Regions from separate parts of the Mus musculus genome. Here region 1 is linked to region 2. A link is a contact called in public Hi-C data. All regions are on one chromosome and are shown on one strand. Each heading gives the region's core, a stretch centred on a gene start, on an enhancer-like site or on the middle of the called end of the contact. The rest is flanking DNA. Distances are from core to core; before and after follow the strand shown. Region 1 overlaps Gm35111 (a long non-coding RNA gene). Region 2 has its middle 7.2 kb from the start of Gm41013.

The links. A called contact is a pair of places that touch in the nucleus more often than the background predicts.
Region 1: a contact with region 2 is called in a Hi-C map of nephron progenitors, with 2.1 times the contacts expected there. The contact joins two enhancer-like sites. A contact is called at or near these places in 2 of 484 Hi-C or Micro-C datasets (both in nephron progenitors).

Annotation. Positions count from the first base shown.
Region 1 is chr13:90,519,498-90,526,674 of GRCm38.p6, reverse strand. All of the region lies in intron 1 of Gm35111 (a long non-coding RNA gene), which reads left to right. Among named protein-coding and RNA genes, the nearest start is that of Gm35111, 26 kb to the left of the region's middle. Within about 2 kb of position 5,169, at least 29 of the 459 cell types and tissues checked have an H3K27ac peak or open chromatin away from gene starts, as enhancers often do. A contact at or near this core is called in nephron progenitors, where this site is marked.
Region 2 is chr13:90,166,707-90,173,568 of GRCm38.p6, reverse strand. No RefSeq gene overlaps it. Among named protein-coding and RNA genes, the nearest start is that of Gm41013, 7.2 kb to the right of the region's middle. Within about 2 kb of position 1,913, at least 15 of the 459 cell types and tissues checked have an H3K27ac peak or open chromatin away from gene starts, as enhancers often do. A contact at or near this core is called in nephron progenitors, where this site is marked.

The sequences.
Region 1 (7,177 bases), core at 3,920-6,419, 350 kb before region 2:
ACCAGGTCTTTCTCTGTAGACCTGGGCAATGTGGAACAGAGTGGATGTTTCTGGTTGGGTTATCTGATGCAGACTCACATGGTGAGACTAACTCACATGGCGTTTTGCTAAGGAAAGACTCATGGGAGGACACATGATGTTTGAAGAAAGTATAGATAGGACTCGATGAACAGTGACACACGCTTGCTCTGTAACTGTCTCAGGAGTTCATCTTCACTGATCTTTTCTTCATTGAGAGATGCATGGCGTAGAACTTCTCCTGGCATCTGTCTAGGCTGGTCCTGGTCTCTCCTGCTGACTCATGCTGATTCAGCAGAGACCTGGGGTTTCTGCTAGATGGTGCCATCACTACTCACTTGTGTTTGCTATCCTGATACTACTGAACTAGACTGCTGATTGGAATTGCCCCCAAGGAACTACTTTTAAACAGATCCATATCCCCTTGTCCTATTTTCCATCTTTCCTCCCCTACCTTTGGATGGTGGGTTAGAAGGTCCATCGAAGCATTTGACAACCCTTATTAAAAGTAGGTTTAAATAATCTAAGCCTACAGTAGCAGTTGCTCTTTTGGCTTAAAGACCCACTATGATCTCTAGGTTTTTGATGAATAACCCAAGGCCCAGAGAAACTGTCACACAGTGAGTGTTAAATTGGAATTGATCCCAGATCCCACTTTCTATGGGGCTGTTCTGTTAAGTTCATGTAAAGTCCACTTTTCCTTATTGAAGCTGTAAACAGTGACTTACGTTTGTTTTTCTGGAATGCATAATGATGGGAAACTAGCACACATTTGTTCAGCTAGCTTCTTTAGCTTCTTTATTCTTGCTTCTCTGATCTGTTTTCTCTGCTAAGTGACAGTGACTCCCAGTGACCTTGCCATTTTAGTCAATAGTTCCCGAAGAAAGCTCTAGAGAAAGGCAGTTCACAAGGGATCACATTTTACCGTGGTTCTCTGTTATGATTCTCTTGCCTCTGTTTTTTTTGTGCTGAAATAGCAGATCTGTAGCACTGTATCAGACAGAAGACAAAATTTTTAAAATGTAAATAATTTAAGCAGCATATCAAGCTTCTGGATCAAAAGAATACATTAGTTTTTAATACTAACTCTAACCAAACGGACATACAGAATCAAGGCATTCAAAAATACGTTTAGAAGTCAGGTTTTACCAATATGGGTTTTCATTTGACTATGTATATGTATATGCGTGTGGTATTGGTGTATGTATGTATGTATGTATGTATGCATGCTCAAATGTGCTTGTGTGCATAGGGCTCGAAGTTGACACTAGCTGATCTCTAGGATATTGAGGCAGGGTGTCTTGCTAGGGATTTGAACTCTTGGCCTCATGCTTGCTCAGCAAGTGCCTTTTTGATGAACCTCCCCATTATCTCCCACAGTTATTTTTTTGGCATATAAAATTGATAAACTAATACATCTATATCTATATCCCTATCTCTATCTATCTATCTATCTATCTATCTATCTATCTATCTATCTATCTATCTATCTGGAAGTGTTAACAATAGTTGAATAGCTAAAGTAAGTTTTAGAATGGATAAAGAAGAAAATTTTACACTATTTTTATAATTTCCAAAGTTACAATGTCAATGTAAATTAATATAAACATAGATAATCTAGATCACAATGACTTGATATAGTACAAATAAAATGTGTATATGTATTTGTGAGTGATATACTGGTGAAAATGGTCAACTGATTTTTGAGAAAGTTGATAATTTAGTAGGAAAGAACAAATTTTCAACAAATGTTAGAATATTTGGATAAAAACGCAAACTAAATACACTAGAGGAATATCACCATGAAAAATGCAATGGTCCTAAACCTAAGAGCTAAAACCTCAATGCTTCCAGAAGAAAGCAGAAGAATCCTTTGTGATATAAGTAAGAAAAATCATTTAAGAAATAATATAAAAAATGAAATGAAATAGATAAGTTGAACTTCAACAAAATTAAATCTTTTGCCTTTCAAAGGGAGTGGTTTTGAAAAATGAAAGGTGAAGAATACTTGAAAGACACTATTTTTAAAAAATCTATCTGATGAAGGTTGTATATCCAGCATATATAAATAATGCTTCATGTCAATTATAACTTAAAATTTCAACTTAATTTAAAGGTTAGGAAATTAGAAAGAAATAAGAGATACAAAAGAAAAATAATCTCATCAAAATATGCTTGATGTCAGGCATACTAGGTCACCCTGGTATCTTATCAGGCAAGAAACAAAATAATATAGGTTTTGAATTTGAGGTTAATCTGGGCTACAGAGTAGTAGATTGTCTAAAAGCACAAACAAACAAAACCTCAGCATCATTACAGAAATGCACATTAAACTATAATAGAATATTCTAAGGTACTAGAACAGCTGAAGTTAAAAAGACTTAAAATGGTAGGCACCTTGGATAAAACTAGGTAATTTCTTTAAAAGTCAAATACTTAGTGCATGTACATCTCCAAGAGAAATGAAACCTATCTCCACATCAAGATGTGGTCATAAATATTCATAATATTTTCTTTCATAATAACCGAGACTCAACAGTAATATATCCATCCATACATTGGGATATTATTCAACAAGAGGAACAGAATACAACATGGATAACTCTCAAGCATAACCCTGAGTGAAAGAAGCCAGACACAAAAGAATGGACACTATGTGATTTCATGCTGTGGATAGGGATATGATGTCCTGCCCAGAGACATATGTGTTGGTAGCTCAGTCTCCAGTGTGGCAATGTTAACAACTTGTACTATCAGAGTTCTGACATAGTGGGAGAACACTAGACTGCAGAGTACAATGACCCCCAAAAGGGATTAAGGCAACTCTCATGAGATCCAGCGTTAGTCCTGAGGACACAGGGTGTTAATAAAAGAATGAATTTAAATCCTCCCTTTTCTGGCTTCCTGTCTTGCTATGTAAACTAGACCATCCACCTTCTTTGTGCTCTCTGGTATGTCATCTATATGAGGTATAGATACAATAGTGCCCTTGCTAAAGTTGACACTATGCTATTTGAATTTTCAGGATTCAAAACTATGATTTAATCAGTTTTCTTCACGAGTTTTCTAATGTTAGATATTTCCTTATAAAATCCTATAACTAGGAGGCCTATAGAATTCTAAGATCAACTGTTGTCTATTTGCCACAACCAAAGAATGAACATCAACCAGAAAAGTAGTTTTGTTTTGTTTTTAAAATGAGATGATTTGAACAAAGTGGTAGTTACAAAACTGTGAACTACATAGATTTGGCTACAGAGATTAAATTAGTGAATTTATTGAGTCTGGATAAAGTTAGGCTGGTTTTAAATAAAGAACCAGAAGGCGTGGCTGATTTCAGTTCTAAGCAAGGGAAAGTATGGAGTAGGTCCAAGATACACTTTTGTGCCTGCCAGAAACAAAGAAATATGTAGCAAACAATGCTCTGTATCAGAAGGAGAGTGAAGCCAATTTGTAGAGGTCTCACTGAGTTGTCTGAAGATACCTTTAGGACCCAAAATAATTACATAATGGATTGTAATCAATTGGTGAGAGTAAGAATCAATAAATCCCTACTGTCATGAATAGATCCATGAAGTAATATATCAGCAAGAGCAAAGGGAAAGTTCTCAATAGTTAAACACTGTTAAAATATAGAAATGATGGCATCATATATCATCAATAGGCAGTAAAAGGGGAAATTTTTATGTCAGGAGGATTACACATTCCTAACATGTTCCCTCCCCATACCTCTTAAATATAAAGTTAAAATAGTATTCATAATGGAGAAAACTGGCCACCTCACACAAGTGATCACAGACAACGATTGAGATAGGAAAGAAGTACCAACAGATTTGGAAGGCTGAGATACCATGGAGGAGATGAACTCTGAACTGTGCAGGGAGGTAGCTGGGCGTGGATTAGACAACGATGACAGTGGAGGCATTGAGGCAGAAAGTGCAGCAAGTACAGAGGGATGTGGGATAGAAGGATGGATGTTTGCAAGTTTGCTTTGAGTGACAGAGTAGATGCAAGAGGAAGGGCGGTAAGAGATGAGGAAAAAGAAGGGCCAGGATGAACCAAGAGACTTCTCAATGATAGGAGGTAAAGATATTTCCTTGCATCTTCAAGATGAAAACTTTAGACAGTACTCAATAGACTGAAAAATCTACACTCGGAAGGCAATTTTATGGTTGGAAATGTGATTTTAAGGTTTCCTTTTTATGATGTGTTTTTTACATGGTGTGTGTGTGGGGGGGGGGAGTGGGGTGGGGTGGGAGGGCTTGAGTGCATGGGGATGAGGTTGAGGGCAACTTTGAGGAGTTTGTTTTCATTAAATCATAGGTTACTAGTATTGAACTCAGGTTGTTAAGCTCATCTTCCAGGTGTTAAAATGAGTAGTTTCCTTGTAAAAATAACAGCAACAACAAAACTCTAAACAAAACCAAACCCCAAATGGAACAGAAGAGTCTAGGTGAGGGTATCTGGCTAATCCTTTTGAAAGTACAGTTGTTGGTGAAGCCAGAGTCTGATGGCGTCTCCCAAGGGGCAGGGAGATCTGGAAGCAAAAAGGGTGTGAGCAGTCATCAGTAGTTACAAAACACCAAGAGGAGCCAGAGACAAAGTAACAGCTCCAAACAAACAAACCAGGGCAATGTGGGAGGACACAGAGAGAACAAGATAGGAACTACAAAAAGGCAACAAAACAAAAGTCATCACTTTCACCCCAGATGAAATCGCCCTGGGTAGTACCCACTGCCTGACCTCATCTGCAGCTGTTTTTTCAATGTCCTGTGCTAAGGTGAAGGGGCACACTGGCCCCTTTCTTTACGTTTGTTTTTATGGGTCTTCCTCCTACCGGCTGGTATCTGAGCCCTTTTCTGCTTTAACTACATCTGATATTATAGATGTTCCTTAGGGATTTCCAGCTCAGGTTTCCTGTTACTAGAAAACAAAGTTAAATGTTTCAATTATACATGGTACTAACTGCAGCTGGCTGTGACTTATTTTGAAAGAAGACTGACGGGAGGGTGTGGAAAAATCCTTAAAACTTCTAAGAGTCTGTAGTCATGTGAAACTTCAAGAGTTTCAAGCAGTTGAAAGAACAAGCCTGTTGTTTGTTAGGGTGGCAAGGACACATGGCTCCATTTATGTCCCTAGATAGCCTGTAGTGTAGGGCTGAGGTTAAAAGTTTAGTCTTCTGATAAAACAGGTGATTCAAACACTACCCCAGATGGAGGGCACAGCCAGATAGCCTCGCCAGACCATTTCTGGTTTTTACAAGGAGACTAGTTATTCATTTACTTAAAGAGGTTTGTCATTTCTCAACTTTTTTTCTGAATAGGTTTGCTTAACAAAGCCATAATCAGTATACAATTTGTATCAACTCTGTGCTACTCACTTTTGAGGGACAGAACTTTGAAAATGACACAATCTAAGACCACAAGGAACTTCCAGTGTAACAAGGGCAGACAGTCATCTGTATATGTGTGCTTTGTGGGAAAGAGTGGAACTGAGATCATGGGAGAGACTGGAAAAGAAATCTTATCTCAATGTGTTCCATTACAGCCAGCCGTAAACAGCACATCAGATAGCTAGGTTTGGGTTGTAATGGCAAAGGGCCTTTGAATAAGAGGCACTTTGCATTTGAGCATGATCTCAACTAAGAGTTCAAATGCACGAGACAGAAAGAAGGACTAATATTTGAGGTAGAATAAATTACATTTCTCTCTGCCCCGTTCTCAAGGTAAAGAGAATAGGAGTTTCTTAAAAATATGGTAGTTGCACAGAGAGGCTCCAATACTCTGGTGGTCTGTGAAACTATTGAGACTTCTAGCTTGAATTTTTCTATACACATAGAAAACTCTGGAAAATTCAGACATCATATTTTTAACAGTCGCCTAAGTAGCACTTATTCTGTACAAGGCAGTGCTCCAAGTGACTTATAAATAATAACGCGGTGCCCTTAATAAACCTGGAAAGCTTTATTATTCCCATTCTTCAGCTAAAATCCGAGACATAAAGAGGTTAAATAATTTGCCTGAGTCATATCTGTCTTTTTATTTTATTGAAAGCTCTCAGGGGTAGTACAGCCTAAAATGCAGGGAATGAAGAGAGTTCAAATCTCTCTGATGGTTCTCCAGGTGGTTGGGTCCTCAGGATCAGAACACTGGTCTTGTCTTCTCTGCATTTCCACCCACATCTGTGTGATCTGTAGTTTCTATTGATTGTTTCTAAATTATCTCAAAGCACTACTGACAGACTTGGCAAGCAGGGTTTCCAACCCTGTCTCATTCTTCAGGTATCTGATGTTTTAGAGCATCTTCCTCAATTCTTTTGTCTTTTGAGTCTTAAGCTTAAGTCTATTCGTGCTGTTGGTGATTATGCTCCAACACTAGCTTATGTTCTTGGTTCTCTTCAGGGGACTGTGTGATCCTCCGTGCTAGCACAGGACAATGTGATGATTCTCTGAGGATCTTCTTCCTGTGTGGTTATTTGGAAAAGATATGATTTCTGCTTGTCAGTAATTCTTTCCTGAGACTATACAAGCATGATGACGATAAGCTCGTCTGTGCTGCGATGGTTTGAATGAGGATAGTCCTTAAAGGTTCATATGTTTTGGTCTCCAGTTGGTCAAACTCTTTGGGAAAGTTTAAGAGGTGTGGACTTGTTGAAGGAAGTGTGTCCCTAGGGCTGTGTTTGAGGTTTTAAAAGCTCACACCACCCCTAGTTCTCTCTCTCTCTCTCTCTCTCTCTCTCTCTCTCTCTCTCTCTCTCTCTCTCTCTCTCTCTCTTTCTCTCTCTCTCTCTCTCTCTGCCTCATGATTGATTATTGTCTCAACATGTAAGCTTTCAGGCACTGCTTTAGTGTGAAGCCTGCCTGTCTGTTGCTATGCTTCCTGCCATGATGGTTATGAACTCATCATCCTCTGAGATTGTGACCTTCAATAAACTTTATCTTCTACAAGTTGCTTTGGTTGTGGTATCTTATCAGGGCAATAAAAAAGTAACTCCCACTCACAGAATACATAGGATGAAATCTTGCTGCTGATCCATCACCAAGCATGTAGGAGTCACACGACCTTTGTTCACCAGTATTCTGATCCTGGTGCTGGGCCAGGAACGGTAGCCACTGTCTTTTATATTATATGTTCCCATTGCTAAAACCCAAGGTGGCCCT
Region 2 (6,862 bases), core at 664-3,163:
TGAGAAGAGATTAAGTGCTATTCACTATAATATGGTATAGAAAACTGTGAGTCTACTCTCTGTTTCAAGACCATAACTGTTTAGCTAAGTAATTTGATAATAGCTGAGGCAGTCTTCCATTTTCCATGGTAGTCACTGTGGTACCCGTGACAATAATTGCTTCTCTGTCACTAACAATTTTCATAATGGAGACCAATAACTAGTCTGAATAAAAACAACTTTGAACATGTACTGCCTGAACATGTATGCTGAATAGAGCTGGTGTCCATCCCAGCTTGGACTTACAGTCTATGGCACCCTCAAGACTATATTCTGCTTGCCCCTGAGCATGAACGAAGGGCTCCTGCATTCAAGCAGTGACTGTCACCCCCAGTCCTGCTCTGAGCAACACTGATGGAACCAAAAGCAACATTTAATTATCTATGAATTTTAACTACCTTGGAAACTTTACCTGTGGGTTTTGTCTGTTTACCTCAAGAAATGAAAATGCTTCTATGCTCATTGTGCAGACATTTCCATTTCTGCATTCTTCCTGTCTCAGGAAGGAAAAGAAACTAACACCAAAGTACCACTGTTGCCCAAGGCCTCTGTCCCCAAGGCCTTTCTGTTAAACACCCATATTAGCACCTTCTCCCCCTATTTATTTATTCCTTTCTCTCCCCTGAAATTTGATGTTAAAACCTGCTGTTTATGTCACTCCATATAAATGATCCAGGATTACCCAGGGACAGGTATTCAGGAGACTTAAAACTATGTCCATAAAGGAATAAATATCTTCTAAATGAATATTTACATCTTTAAATTAGACCCCAGAACTTTAAGTCATCTATGTGATGGTTTATTCATAGTTTCATAGTTAAGGCAAATCTTTAAAATAATTTTTTATATATGAAGAAGTTTCATGCTATGAATTATAAATATTCATTATAAATATATATTACAATTAAAATTCTTAGTTCGTATCTTCCTCATTTACATATTGAGAAGAGGCTCAGTGGTCTTCATGAGTCTGAGAAGCCATGGTTTTATAGCCACATAGAAGCTAGTGAATAAATCTTTTATTAATTTTATTTTGTCTGTGGGGATTATTGTCTGCTTGTGCTTATGTACAGTGCATGTAGAGTACAGAAGAGAACATCAGAACCCTTGGAACTGGAGTTATGGGTAGTTGTGAGCTACCATGTAGATACTGAAAACTAAACTCAGCTAGCAATGTTCTTAACTGCCAAGTCACCTCCTCAGCCTCCACCATGTAGATGATTTCAAAATATAGTCTGTGACAGTATAGTTGCAATGGGACTGTAAGTTATTTGTGTGGGTTATGTTTGGTTGCTTGAGACCTGGTCTACATGATGCCCAGGCTGGCCTTGAACTTAATAGGTCACTGAGGCTGGATTTGAACTCCCAGCCCTCTGCACTGCTGAGATTATGGTCATATCCCATCATGTTCTACCCTTGCTAGTGGATTATTAACAAGTTAATCACTTCTTTATTAAAATTCAAATTAAAAGTACTTGTTTGTTGATTCAGCCTCTGAGATTCCGTAGGGTTAGGCTTCATAACACAAGCATGTTTTCATTTTTCATCCTAAGCTTATAGAAAATTCTTCTTTATTCTGCTCAATCTCACCCACTATCATTTCCTTTTATTCATTACTCAGGCAAGATAAATCATGTGTCCTATCTCATATATTGTTCTGATGAGAATTGTCTTTTTACTATGGTCTCAAACAAGACACCATGGATACCTTGACCTGCATGGCAAAGATTCTGTGCTGAGAATGATGTTGTGAGTCATTCATATATGCTGATTTACTTTCCATGTGGAACCACTCTCTTCAAGTAACCACCACACATCTGTGGTGGGCCCATTGGCAGGCTGTGTAAGCAAAACCTTGAATCCAGGAGAAGACTGGATTCCACAGGGGCAGCCAGGATGGGCACATTTAGCATCCTCTGGCAGCATTGGCTCACTCCTTCCTGTCTGAGTCTCTAAACATGTGCTTTAATCATTCCAGCTCACTGACTCATGAAATGTAAACACAAAGGTGATAATTAGTTAGAAGGGCATAGTCCTTTCTTGCAAGTTGAATGCACCTTCCTGCTAGAATTTCACTCTCAGAAAAGACATGTAATACCTGACACTTGAGTTTGCCTTGGTTCAGTTTTCCTCAAGCTTGATACTGCTGGCTTCAGATTCATAATATTTTGCTTGGATTTTCAACTGTATTCAAATCTGCATAACTTCCACAACCAGCTGAGACAAACCAGATGAAGAATTTCAACCACATATATTCACCATGTCCAATTATTTCTATTTCTTTCCTTTTTCCTTTTTTCTTGCTTCTCTTTTTTCTTTTTTTCTTTTTTCTTTTCTTTTCTTTTCTTTTCTTTTCTTTTCTTTTTTTTTTTTTTTTTTTCTTTTTTTTTCCCCATTTTGGTTTCTGGTTTCCCATCTGTGTGGCTTAGTTCCTGTGAGGCCAGATTTAGAAATGGGTGGGAAACTATTGCCTAACTTAAGGAGTGTTAATCATTTCCCCTTAATAGAAGTAACATTTTTATTGCAGCTTTAGTGATGGAATCTTTTCCTGAGGCATGAAACAATAACAAAATCCCTCTTACATACCTGTCTCAAAAGAATTCTAATCTGTCTGGGAGGCAGCCACCCCTGAAGGATGCTTAGGCTGTTCTCAGAGGGTTGGCACACTTGGGGATATGCTAAAGATATGCAGAAGTTTAAGTAACTTCCCAATCATCCGCGGTGAAAGAAGAGACACTGACTTCAAGCATTTGGAGTTCTGGTTCTGGTCTGCATTTTGTCAGGTGTGACTTTATAGCAGGCAGCATTTATTTAAATTTACCAAGCCTTTTATATTCATTCTGCGGAATGCCTGCAATGTTGCAATTTGCAGACTAATTTAAACCAAGACACAGAGAGGGCAAGTGAGCAGCTGGAGTCCACACAGCTAGCTGTTTGCAGAACCAGATGCTAGCCCCGGGTTTTCTTTCCTGTCTCAGATTCTACTGCCATCTACACTATGAGGATATTTTTCCTTTACAGAGTTTGTGTTTTGATTTATCTTAATCTGAAAAATGAGGTGATTTAGCTAAACCTCAAAAAAACCCTTTGATCTTGAATACCCTATGATCTTATAATTGAGTGCTATCCTCAAATTTGGGGAGAATACAATTTGGTTCAGTTCAGCCCAAACAATACACATATTTATAAAATAAAGTTGAGAAGCAGTGGGCCAGGAGTGGTATGAGATTAAGGTCTGGTATTAATCTGGGAAAGCTTCCGGACTAAAAGGGTTTCATCTGGTGCAGGCAGGAAGAGCTGTGATGTTGGTTGGCAGACGGGAGGGACTCAACTCAAGCCTCTTCAGAGCTCTAGCAACAGAGGATTCAAAAGGAAAGGCCATTAGCAGGGCCTCCTGATGGAATGACAGGCTCTCAGCATCAAGCATCTTACTGAGGAAAATAAAAATGGGCCTCTAGCTCAGAGCCTTTCCTTTCTTGGGAATTCATACATCATTGACTGGCTGATTGCCTGACTAAGGTGACCTGAGCTGCAGAGTTGCTTTGAAGCTTACAGTTAACAAGCTGTAATTGAGTAACTGTCCAAAGATTCAAATGCATGGAAAACCATGAAAGAGTAACGTTTCCATGTTTCCGAGTTTGCCAACATACGGTTTTCTTTCTCCTGTGCACTTTGTCCCTCTCTGAATTTATAACATGTACATCAAGATGTACTCTAACTGTTCATAATTAACACTTAGCATGTTTTTTCCAAAATATTGGCAATGTTAGCAAATGTTGACACTGTATCTTTTCTAGTCTGCTAGGGATAAAGTACCCATATTGAAAAATCATCTCTCTTTTTCACTCAGTTTGAGACCTTTTTAAAGAAGGGAATTCTAAGATTTGCAGGGTCACTGTGAGTGGAACAGCTGAAGATATACGTGCAGGCTGAGGAACTAGAGTAGAACTCTATACAGTGAGCTCTCTGTATCTTTCCTCTGACATGGAGCTAATGGGAAATGCAATTTTGAACTTATAAAAACAATTCTATTTAGAGGTTGTAAAGATCCTTCAGTCAGTGAACTCAAGCTCTCATCCATGTTGAAAAATGTAGCATGGCAGCATGTGTTTGTAATCCTACTACTAGGGAAGCTGGAAGGGCCCCTCTCCTGGGTTCACTGGCTTAAGCCAAGATTGACCTGAGGTCTACAAACATAGATTTATTCATTTGCATATGCACACACCCCAACAACACATGAAAATACACACACAGGTGAGGAGGCATACATACTCATGCACACACCTATCTTATACATGCACCTACCCATGCATGCACACACCCATGCATGCACACACCCATGCATGTTCATACATCATCAAATAAATAAAAATAAAAATAATTGTATATACTAAAGTGCCAGAACCTATAGCTAGACACTTTCTCTGTATGATCTTTAATTTTTACAGTACCTCTTTAAAATAAAGATTTCGAAATCAGAGTGGTTCATTTACACGCCACACCAGGGCTATAGCACTGGTCAGCTTGACACAAATGCCCTGCTTCTTCCAATCTACACTTCTAAGAAACATGTATGGGTAATTAAATATTGGAGTTTTTAAACAAGTTAAAGGCATGCTACCTAATAACTATGTTGAAATATCTTTAGTCATGCACATTCACATGAAATTTAAATGTAATGGCAACTTTGGGGTAGTGAGTTAATGGGTTAGGATTTTAGGAATAGATGGACTTGCAAATACATATATGAATGTATCTATATTATACACACACATATATACATATATAAACATATATATACATATATGAATGTATCTATATTATATGTATATAATCTTGATACATATATATAAGTACTCACGAAAATACATGTATATGTATGTATATACACATACATATACACACACATATCAAGAGAGTTAAAGGTGCTGATTAATGAGACCTTTTCGCAAAGAAATACATGCAACTTTGTGGTGAGGAATTATTAGGATGTGCAGAGCCCTTTGCACTCAGTAATTGCCACCTCAGAAGCTGGAGGGCTTGCATCATTGGGCTGCCACCTACATTTGGACAGTAGGTTTGTTGCAGCTCCCATTTGTGGCGCTGATTTACTTGACTTGGGAAAAAGAACAAAAAATTCAGAACATAATATGGGGGAAAGAACAAATTCAAGTCAACATCCTGGGTTCTTGCCCACTTTCAAAAATATCCCTTTATTTTTCTCACTATAACATGAAATGAGAAGCTTTAAAAGTAACAGGGGAAAAAAAAAGATGCATGAGACCAGAGGGGTCTAGATGGGACTAACAGGAAAGAGACAGGGACAAGAGAAGATAAAGAGAAGTGAACATGATTGAAAATACATTGCAGACTTGAATGAAATTGTCATGAAACTCATTTATGTATAATTAATATGTACTAATATAAAAAGATAAAAGAGGTTGGCTGGCAATTTTCATGGAAGAACTGTTGGAACTACATACACATACGTCTGTATAGATGGCTTTCCATCTCAGCTTCCCGGGTTGTATGCTTGCCACTGGCTACATACTAACTTGCCCTGCACACTTTGTAATTACCATGGCTTCCATTTGATCCCCTCCCCCCTCACCCCCCAGATCTGCACATCACCAGCATTGGAGTCAAAGGTCTTTTCTCATTGATCTTGTATTTAGCTCTGTCTTGGGAGTGGTGTGTAAAGGGTTCCCTGGTGAGGACTCATGCTGCCACATAAGCAGATAGTATCTTTTCTCCTTACTGTGTCAAGGATTCAAATGCAATACAACTTATCATGAGAATCTGGTGACTCTGGTTGGTAAATCTCACGAGTGATGAAACAGTGGAACAGTCAAGTCTGCCTTGGCCTCTGTCTGTTATCCATCCTGATTGTTAGGTAAGAAAAGTAAATTAGTTACTGTCTACAGCCATTGTTGTCATCTCTGTTTTTTTCTGTTCCAAACAGTTCTTCCTAATAATATGGAAACCTCTGAAATCCTCCATTCTTAGTGCCCTACAGCTGCCCAATAACTGCTTCAGTGACCTCATAGAAATTCATAATGCTTAGCAAACATGGCATAGCATTCTAAACCACTCCCACTTGAGAGTTCCATTCCTTCCCAAGAGAAGGCATGAATGACTGTGGGAACTAAAAGGTGGTTGGGGAAGAAGGGGAGGGAGGATAGCCCGTGCCAGGCAGAGTTCCTCCTAGGCTCTGGGCAGGCAGATATGAGAGGGCTGCCAGATGCTTTCCACTCGGCCCCAGGTGGGCATCTGAGCCACTTACTCCACTCGACAGGGGGTAGACAAGGGGCAGCCCCTGACCAGGGCCAGAGTGACACCCTGTAGGGTTATGGGAGAGAGGGCTGAGGGAGAGAGGTTCCCACACAGGTGAGAGTAAGCAAAGCAGGCCTTGATGAACAGAGACAGTCTTTGGTTTTAGAGCTTTATTATTAGCTAGGTGTGGTGGTACACACCTGTAATCTCAGCAATCAAGAGGATGAGGCAGAAGGACTTCTATGAGTTTGAGGTCAGGTAAGGTAATAGAGTAAGTTCTAGGCCAGTCTGAGCTATATTATGAGGTCTTGTCTTGGAAATAAATGTCAAGAAACAAACAAATTTATCTACATTTAAACACATACTCAGGGATACAGGGAAGATATTTAATTATTCTCCTTTGGTAGTTTATTGTTAGAATTTTTCAGAATTTGAGTTTTTGTTTTTTGGTTTTTGTTTGTTTGTTTGTTGTTTTTAAGCTCAGTGGTTTATAACTCCATAGGATATTTAAGTTTTTACTATGTGAGAACACTACTTCAGTCTTCTTAAA